2 separate regions of the Mus musculus genome follow, and region 1 is linked to region 2. A link is a contact called in public Hi-C data. All regions are on one chromosome and are shown on one strand. The core of a region is the stretch at or near the end of the contact, and the rest is flanking DNA. Distances in the headings are between cores, read along the strand shown. Region 1 overlaps Plcb1 (phospholipase C, beta 1). Region 2 overlaps Plcb1 (phospholipase C, beta 1).

Region 1 (4,160 bases), core at 747-3,246, 150 kb after region 2:
GGAAGCACGCCAAAGCTCCCAAGGTAGGGAACAGAGCCTGTGCCCGCACCAGCTGTTCTTCTGATTCTTTATCTGTGTCAAGATATCAATTAATTGCCCCAGTTAAAAGTTTCTCTGTTGTAGCTGTTGTAAAACACAACAGCCAGTGTGCCCTCCTCACCTCCAGTTTCATTAAAAAATGGAAATAATGAGTGAATATTCAGGTTTATTGCTCTGCATTTTCACTTTTGTCTGAAGAAAGATGTAAATCTATGTAATGCCAAAGAAGTTCCAGATCACTCTTGTACAGTTGGAAGTGGCAAAATACTATAAATTGTGAGTGGAAAATTCCATACTGACCTGTAGTCACTAAAAATATTGTGTAAAAATACTTTCAGGCAATATGTATGAGATGTGTATGAATTTTGTGTTTAGACTTTGGTCATATTAAGAAGATATTTGAGTACATATACACAAATGTTTCAAAATTTTATAATCTGAAAAACTCGTTTATCCCAAGTATTTTAAATAAGGTATACTTGACCTGTGTTTGTTAATGTCCAAGGCATACACTATTTTGCAAAGTATCACTTAACTTAGAAGAACTGATTGATAAACATTTCTTTACTTACTTTTATCATAATCCATGTTCATCCTAATAAACAGAGACAGAATGAAGCTCACACGCTGTGCAACTGAAACAAGGATATCTATAAAGCCAAAAGTCAACTCTGCACATTAGTACTTTGGATGATTTAGGGTATGCCAAGAGGAAGCCATTGGTTTGGGTTCGCTGCATATTTTCTGAAGAAAATATTCTACTGCTGGATGATGAAAATGCATTTTTGAACTTACCGAGATAGTTGAAAACTCTTTGTTATTGGATTTAATATTTAAGGCATTAGACATTTCATTCCTGGTGAGAAAGTGTATCAGCAAAGCAAGGAGACAGGGGAGTTGCCATTTAGGAGTTTAATTTTCATTTTTATTGTCTGCCCACAACTGTTGTTTTAGCCTCTAGAAGTCAGAACAGTGTCTTTAGCATCCAGAATGATGTGTTGCTCTGGAGGTACAGAGATAACGTCAGCTGGAATAGTTTCCCCTCACAGACATCTTGCAAGCCGTAGGTTGGTGCTGACAGTCTGGCACCAAGCAAATACCAAATGCTGGGGTTAGCTGAATGGGTTAAAATGGCTGACTAGAAAATGTGAGAAAAATAACATCTAGAAAGAAAAAAAATCAAAAATGTTTGCAAGGAGGCTTCTAAATGTGTTTCATATGAAACCAGTTTACCTTTTACCTTCTCTTAGAGGGATTTCCACATCTTGGCCTTTACTTTTCCTATCTTGGAATTAATACATTGTTGATGATGCAGAATTGTTTCCATTTCAGTGTTAGCAAAGACTCTTTTTCTCTTTTTCAAACACCATTTCAGCCAGTTTTCGTGTCGGTCTGTTAGCTTCGAATATCGTATCAGTAACTTAGCAGCAAAACTTGCCTTTTAACCTGGGGATATTGACCTCACCTGACATCAATCCTAAGAACAGTTGCACACCCCACCTCACCAGCCCACACTGGTTTTAATAGACCCCACTGTTCCCCAACTATCAGGAGTCAAAGCCAATCCCATCGCCCAGACTGGCCCTGGCCTCTCACTGTAAGCGAGTTCACGGCTGGCTTATCAGTAAAGACTTGGTTTATGGATGCGGGTTGATGAATGTCTATTGAATGTGGATAAACGGCAGAAGTGGCCTCTGCACTGCGTTCAGCTGATAAACTATGATTAGATCTCAAAGTGCCTCCCTTGGGCAAGGGCTTTAGAAACCCATACGCCTCAGCTTGTCTATTTCCACGAACACTCTGAGAGACAAGGGGTGCTTTCTCTGTGGGCCATTCTCGGTCCTTGCTATTTCCTCAGAGTTTCACTCTGTGTTCTCCTTGCTGAAGCTGGTTCTGGTCTATGTACCTGTGTGACCTTGCAGAGGCTGACTTCCTCCTCATAGGCTTAGTGATGCTTAATAGGGACACTGTGAGGAGGCAAGGAAATGGTTCATTAACAAACCATTTGCACAGGAGACCTCAAATTTAACTTCTCATGAAACACCTGGGAAACATTTTTTTTTCTTTTAAAAAAATGTCCTTGCCTAGTTCTCACCTCCCCACAAAGTCTGGTTTCACACAGATATAATGCCTACAGAAGGTACATTGCTTCAGCGTGTTGAAAATCAAATTTGCAGCAGAGTATGGACATGACTACTTTAATATGCTGATGACACTGCTGCCTGAAAAAAACAATGGCGGCACTGAAGACAGAACCAATGACCTTGTCTATGCCTGGCAAGTGCTCTATCCCCGAGTTATTCTCCAACCCTCCCTCCCATCACTTTTTTAAAAATATTATTTTAAAATTTCAAATCTGATTTTCAGGAAGTTAATTTTCATCTCATTTTCTTAAATTGGAGAAGTTGACATGTCAGGAGTGATCTGGGTAGGCGTTTTGTTAAAGGAGCTTTGTGGATCCACAGGCTGTGTGGGAGAATATGTCAGTGAACGAGTCCTGAATGTGACCAAGATGATCTCTGCTCAACCTGCATAAGTACAAATACAACTTATCTAAAATGTGTGCAATGTTCAAGTCTTATTCTACAGCTCAGTTTATGGCATCAGGGGCCATAACTATTTTTCTCCCTAGCCAGATGAACCTGGCTTAATCTCCATCTTTTCCCACACAGTGACATGCTGGACAGCTCTTGGCTGACATCAGGACAGGAGGGTACAGATGGAGAAGGATTTTCTTTAAAGTCTTCTAGAATGAGGCCAGTAGAATGCCTTGTTGTGTGGCCCAAGGTAGATGGCTGTTTACTGGGTAGAGACCATGAAGAATGCTGGGATTAAGGTGTGCCTTAACTCAGGAGGCAGAGGCAGGTGGATCTCTTGGAATTTGAGGCAAACCTGTTCTACAGAGTGAGTTCCAGTGCAGCCAAAGCCTCATAGTGAGACCCTTTATTTTTAAAAAAAAATGCTGAAATAACGTTTGCAAAGGTTAAAACAGGAAATTCAAAGTAAAAAGTGGAAAAAAATGCAGTTTAAAAAAGTTTTAAAAGCTTGATCACGGTGAGTGGTGGTTTTGATGTATTCTTGGATTCTGTTTGCAAGAGTTTTATTGAATATTTCTGCATTGATATTCATAAGTGAGAATGGCCTGAAGTTCTCTTTTTTAGTTGGGTTCTTGTATGGTTTAGGTATCAGCATAATTGTGGCTTCACAAAACAAGTTAGGTAGTGTTCATTCTACTTCTATTTTATGGGATACTTTGAGGAAAAATGGTATCAGGTCTTCTTTGAAGGTCTGGTAGAATTCTGCACAAAATCTATCTGACCCCGGGCTTTTTTTTTTTTTTTTTTTTTTTTTTTTTTTTTTGGTCAGAGGTTTTTAATCACATCTTCTATTTCCTTGTGTGATATGGGCCTGTTTAGTAATTTACCTGTGCTTGATTTAACTTTGGTATGTGGCATCTATCTAGAAAACCATCCATTTCATCCAGATTTTCCAGTCTTGTTGAGTATGGGCTTTTATAGTAGGATCTGATGATGATTTTACCTAGCCCTCAAGTGACTGGAGGCCCCAGAGAGTTTAGAGATCAAGTGGGGTGGAGGGTGGGGGGTGGGGGCATCCACGTGGAGACAGGGTGGGGTGGGGGGAGGTGTGGGATGTGGAGCAGTTGGAGGGTGGATGGGGGATGGGGAATGGACTATGGAGTGTAAAAAATAAATTAATAATAAAATTAAATTTAAAGGATAAAGTTAAAAAAAAAGTTTAAAAAGTAGAACAATGTTGAAATGTAATAATCCTAGGGACTGGTAGGCTGAGGAGGATGCCAAGGGTGAGCCCAGACTGGACTGCACAGCAAGACAAACCTGTGGTTAAAAAACAAACATACAAATAAACATAAGCAACCAAATAAGAAACAAGCAAACAAACAAAAAATGTAAAAAAAACAAAAGAAAACAAAATAAAAAACAAACAAATAAATAAAACCAAACTAACAAAACAGCAACTAATAAGGGGTCCATTAAAAGCCACAGAGCCAGCATGGGAAAAGCTGCCGACTCAGGAAAACCCCAAAGAACAGGAGAACAGCCCCAGTGTAAGCCTTCCTGTAGAAGCTTCTAGATCAAGAG
Region 2 (4,169 bases), core at 477-2,976:
TACTTTTCTGCTGGGATCTATCACTGACTCTGAGCACCATTGTAAGTCTTGACCTCAGCATGAATGTGATGGTATTCTGACCTCAATAGCCTGAGCTTTTGGTGAGACTCGTTCTCTGCATAGCCCTGTAATAATGCTCCCTTGCGAAGTGGATGGCAAAGTGGATGCTGGACCTTGTCACTTTGTATTGGTTCTCACATGACTTCACCCACCCCTGTGATATGCAGTCACTCACTTTTAGTATGCAGTTCTGATCTCTTATCTACCATGCTAGCCTTATCTTCCTGTTACTTGTGAAGCCCTTTGCTTTGTAACCTTATAGAGCTTCCGACTCTGTACCTCACCATGAGCATATCATTCTTCTCCCAGCCCTGATCCTACAATTTATCTTCGTCTTAGCTCCTCATGTCATCTTCCTTGACATCCCCATATTAAACCTCTGGAATTGTCTTCTTCCTCTCGGGATACCTCAACAGGTACCATATCCTTTGGGTATATCTGTAATTCTGCCCTCTTTCTATTTCATCAGTGACCATTCTAATTAGGTTCACAGTTTTCTCTTTAATCACATATTTTATAGTGGCACAAGACGTTCTCAGTCCACTCTTTTGGTGATGGAAGTGGCTGGCCAGACACCGTTTACTTCATAGAGTTCTTATGATTGATTTTTCTCCATAGTCCTTGGCTTTGATGCCTGTTAAAATAAATACCAGTGTCTGCAATAGAGAATGAGTGTGGTGGTGGCAGTATTCCCACTTCTGGCTTTCACATAGCTACTATGAATGAGAGTTTGAATATATAATTCAAGTTTCAGACTCCAGCAGTGCCTACTGTATGTATAGTGGTAGAGAAAGAGTTAAAGTAAATAGCTAAACTATAAACAAATATGGCTACTGTCTAGTGTGTGCTGGGTTGATGATGGTGGTGGTTTTCTTATGCCTTATAGGCACATTGGAATGAAACATGATAAAAAATTTCATAAAGAAGAAATGATTATTGAACCAAGTAGTTTAAGATTCAACAATGATCAGATTGATTAATTTTTTATTAATTTTTTGCTTAATGAGTAAATTATATCTCCTCTTGTAGGGGAAATAAGTCCTTTGAAATGAGGGGCATGCTGGTTTAGTATTTTAGTAATGATTTTACTATAAAGGTATGGGTGAACATCATGTTTATGTGAATCTGTACTGAAATTCATACATTTTATTAAAATATGTACTATGTTTATTTTATTCCTATTAGGAGATATTCCATTTGCACATGTAAAAAACGGACATTTTGGAAGCAGAGATGCTGCACAAGGGAAATGAATCCCTTTCTACTTTGCAACAAAGGTTCTGGCAGGCACAGTCTGATGTTCTCATAGGAAGCCCAGTGACCTTGTGGATGAATGGATTTTTCAATCACATTGTAAAGTTTGCCATAATTTGTCATCCATATAGTCTTAAGAAGCAGGGTTATGACAATATATTGATTCTCCATCCCCCACATCTTATATTACTTCCAGTAAGATTTATCTAAGAGCTAGATCTCTTTCAGCTTGGGAGAACTTGAGTGCCGACAACTTCCCTCTTCCTTGCTATTTGTCACATGCAGAGCCACTGAGGAACTCAAGCACTTTGGGGATGCTTTGCTCAGAAAACAAGTTGCATAAGTATCCAGGAGAAGAATAGTAGGAAGGGTAGTTTTAACAGAATATTTGTTAATGTTCTATTAGGTCACAAGGCTGTGACTTGAGAGCAGCTGGCTTGTTGCTAGGGTATCCCGAATTGGTAGTGAACAAGCACTCTGCTTGTTCCCTTTTCTCACCGACAGACACATTAAGACACAGAAACAAAGACCTATAGATTCTGTATACACTTCTAGAGTCAGAGTTCTTCAGATCAGATGGCAGGTGACTCCATTTCCCTGTGTTTTTGAAGCAGCAGACCCCTCCCCCCTTTTTTACTAGTTGTACATATCCCCATGCCTTTTCCGGGAAGCCTTGTTAATTATTAATCAGGTCAGTGTATGAACCTCATGAAATTCTCAGATAAGGACTTTCTTGATATCTCTTTTTACACTCACTGTTAAAAGTATACAGATTAGTGTTATTTTTGCTTGATTATGTGAAACTGTTCAGTTCTACACTTGAGAAAAATCCTAACTGTTCCCAAATACCAATACTCCTGTTTTGAAACTTGAAATTCTTTCCCCTTGCCATCAGAGATAAGTTATGCGTTGTGGTTAGTGAGCTTGATGCCCACATGTAATCTTGTGTTTATGATGGCAGAATGAGGTGGGGAGTCAGTTTTTTTTTTTTTTTTTGAATCCTGGTTCTTCAGGTCGGTTGGCTACTGAGTTTAGAGGCTGAGGCATCTACAGGCAACCTGTAGGTGCATAATGGTTCTGATTGCGTTTTATTCATAACACCCAGATTATTTACCAGCTTAAAGCTGGCTATTTAAGGGTGAGCATTAACTCTTTAGCAGCACTGGGAGCTCTTTAATAAGTAACTAAAGACCTGGAGGTGATCTCTATTTTTCTAAATGCACTGGCTTTTATTACAGGTGCAGTTCACTGAAGGTCACTCGGTGGTTTCAAATATTTAATGTCCTTTTCTAAGAGAGTGGCCCCAGGCCAGTGAGGAAGCTGGATAGAATGTTATTTGTCAGTGCCCTGTGCCTAGCACACTAAGCCAGGTCGTAGTAGTTGTGTTCTGGCAAGGAAAGCAAATTGACAGATGTGACTGGAGATAGTAGGAGGGCCTTGGATGAAACACATTAATGAGGTAAGAGTATATGCATCAGGGCTTCCAGCTGAATATATTTGTGGCTTTTGGGGAGTAATGTTTTATTTTGATGTAATTTCAAACTTAAAAGAAAATTAATAAGACCAAAACAAGGAACTGTACACTGCTGTATGGGGGGAGTTGAAATGACTAAAGACAACATTAAGGGCACATGACCAGTAACATCACCTCCTGGGAAGATTGAGGGCTACGAAAAGAGCTGTCTGTCATCCAGGGCTCCTAAGTGTTTTGACATAAAGGCTTCCATGAGGAAAAATGCAGCATTGCCTGTCTCCTTAGATCAGAGACAGAGGTTAGGTGTGCATCCCTCCTAATCTACCTGTGGAGATAGTAGAGTAGTGCACTTCTGTCAGCTACACGGAGCAAAAGGCACATGAATGACAGCAAAAGGCACCTGAATGAGGATTCAGCAGGTAGGGATAGGTAGAAATGACTCAGATGTAGAAGAGGCAGAGAGAATGTTCAGAGAAACTGTAGAAGAGAAAGGGCATATGTTCAGGGCAGAAGGCAGCTCAACAATATAATGGGAGTCAGATGGTGAAGGTATGTGTAAAAGACTGTGAGCTTGTTGCAAGATCTTATGAAAATGGGGCTTGTTTACAGGAAATGGTCTAATATCCACATAGAACCAGCTGACCTTAATGGAAAAATACTTTCTACTGACTATCCAGTATATCTCCAGCATTGCTAAGACATTTGCTGTGCATGGTTTTTGATGTTCAAGTCCAGCCCAGGATTTCTGCCTTTGTATGTAATACTTAGGCTATTTTTATATAATTAGTGGCTAAAAGACAACATTCAAAGTACAGATAACTGGTATTCTGATCCATATATGTTAGACGAGACTGTGGGGAAAAATTTGACAGGGGCGCGAATTAGATAGATAAGCCCCGATGGCCACAGCCATGGAGTACTATGCAGCTATAAAAGGAAATTCACAGGAAGTAGCAGCGCAGAAGAATGATGCCTCTGGGTACTGATGTGGAAATAGCTCCTGGGGGAGGGGGAAGAGGTAAGAATAATCTTCTTTTGCACATTTTTGCCTTAAAGAAGCTAGGAGATATAAAAATGAATAAAAGTGTTTTGTGGTGGGTGGAAACTGGCAGATGGAGATGGGTGGGTGTGAAAAATCTTCACTGGCTAAATAAACCTTCTTTATACTTTTTAAAGTGTGTTCATGTACAAGTTGATGAAAAATGTAGAAAAGACGACTCTTATGTTCTCATAGGAACCTCAAGGACAGCTATTTTTCCACCCCCAAATACATTATCTTCATTTCTCATTTAAATGGGAGCATTTTTCTTTAGACATGAAAATGACATTCTCCAGCTTCCCTTGCAGTCTTGTGCAGCTCCTGGACCAATGACACATAAGT

Evidence for each region. A called contact is a pair of places that touch in the nucleus more often than the background predicts.
Region 1: a contact with region 2 is called in a Hi-C map of the G1E-ER4 cell line, with 2.0 times the contacts expected there. The contact joins two enhancer-like sites. A contact is called at or near these places in 1 of 15 datasets of contacts at CTCF or cohesin (the G1E-ER4 cell line), 6 of 484 Hi-C or Micro-C datasets (the G1E-ER4 cell line, liver and trophoblast stem cells) and 1 of 115 datasets of contacts at active chromatin or transcription factors (a beta-TC-6 cell line).

The regions. Positions count from the first base shown.
Region 1 is chr2:134,988,170-134,992,329 of GRCm38.p6, forward strand. It overlaps Plcb1 (phospholipase C, beta 1), which reads left to right. Exons shown (of 32, transcript NM_001145830.1): 3 at 1-23. Among named protein-coding and RNA genes, the nearest start is that of Gm39941, 73 kb to the left of the region's middle. Within about 2 kb of position 1,997, at least 1 of the 459 cell types and tissues checked has an H3K27ac peak or open chromatin away from gene starts, as enhancers often do. A contact at or near this core is called in the G1E-ER4 cell line, where this site is marked.
Region 2 is chr2:134,842,880-134,847,048 of GRCm38.p6, forward strand. All of the region lies in intron 2 of Plcb1 (phospholipase C, beta 1), which reads left to right. Among named protein-coding and RNA genes, the nearest start is that of Plcb1, 59 kb to the left of the region's middle. Within about 2 kb of position 1,727, at least 16 of the 459 cell types and tissues checked have an H3K27ac peak or open chromatin away from gene starts, as enhancers often do. A contact at or near this core is called in the G1E-ER4 cell line, where this site is marked.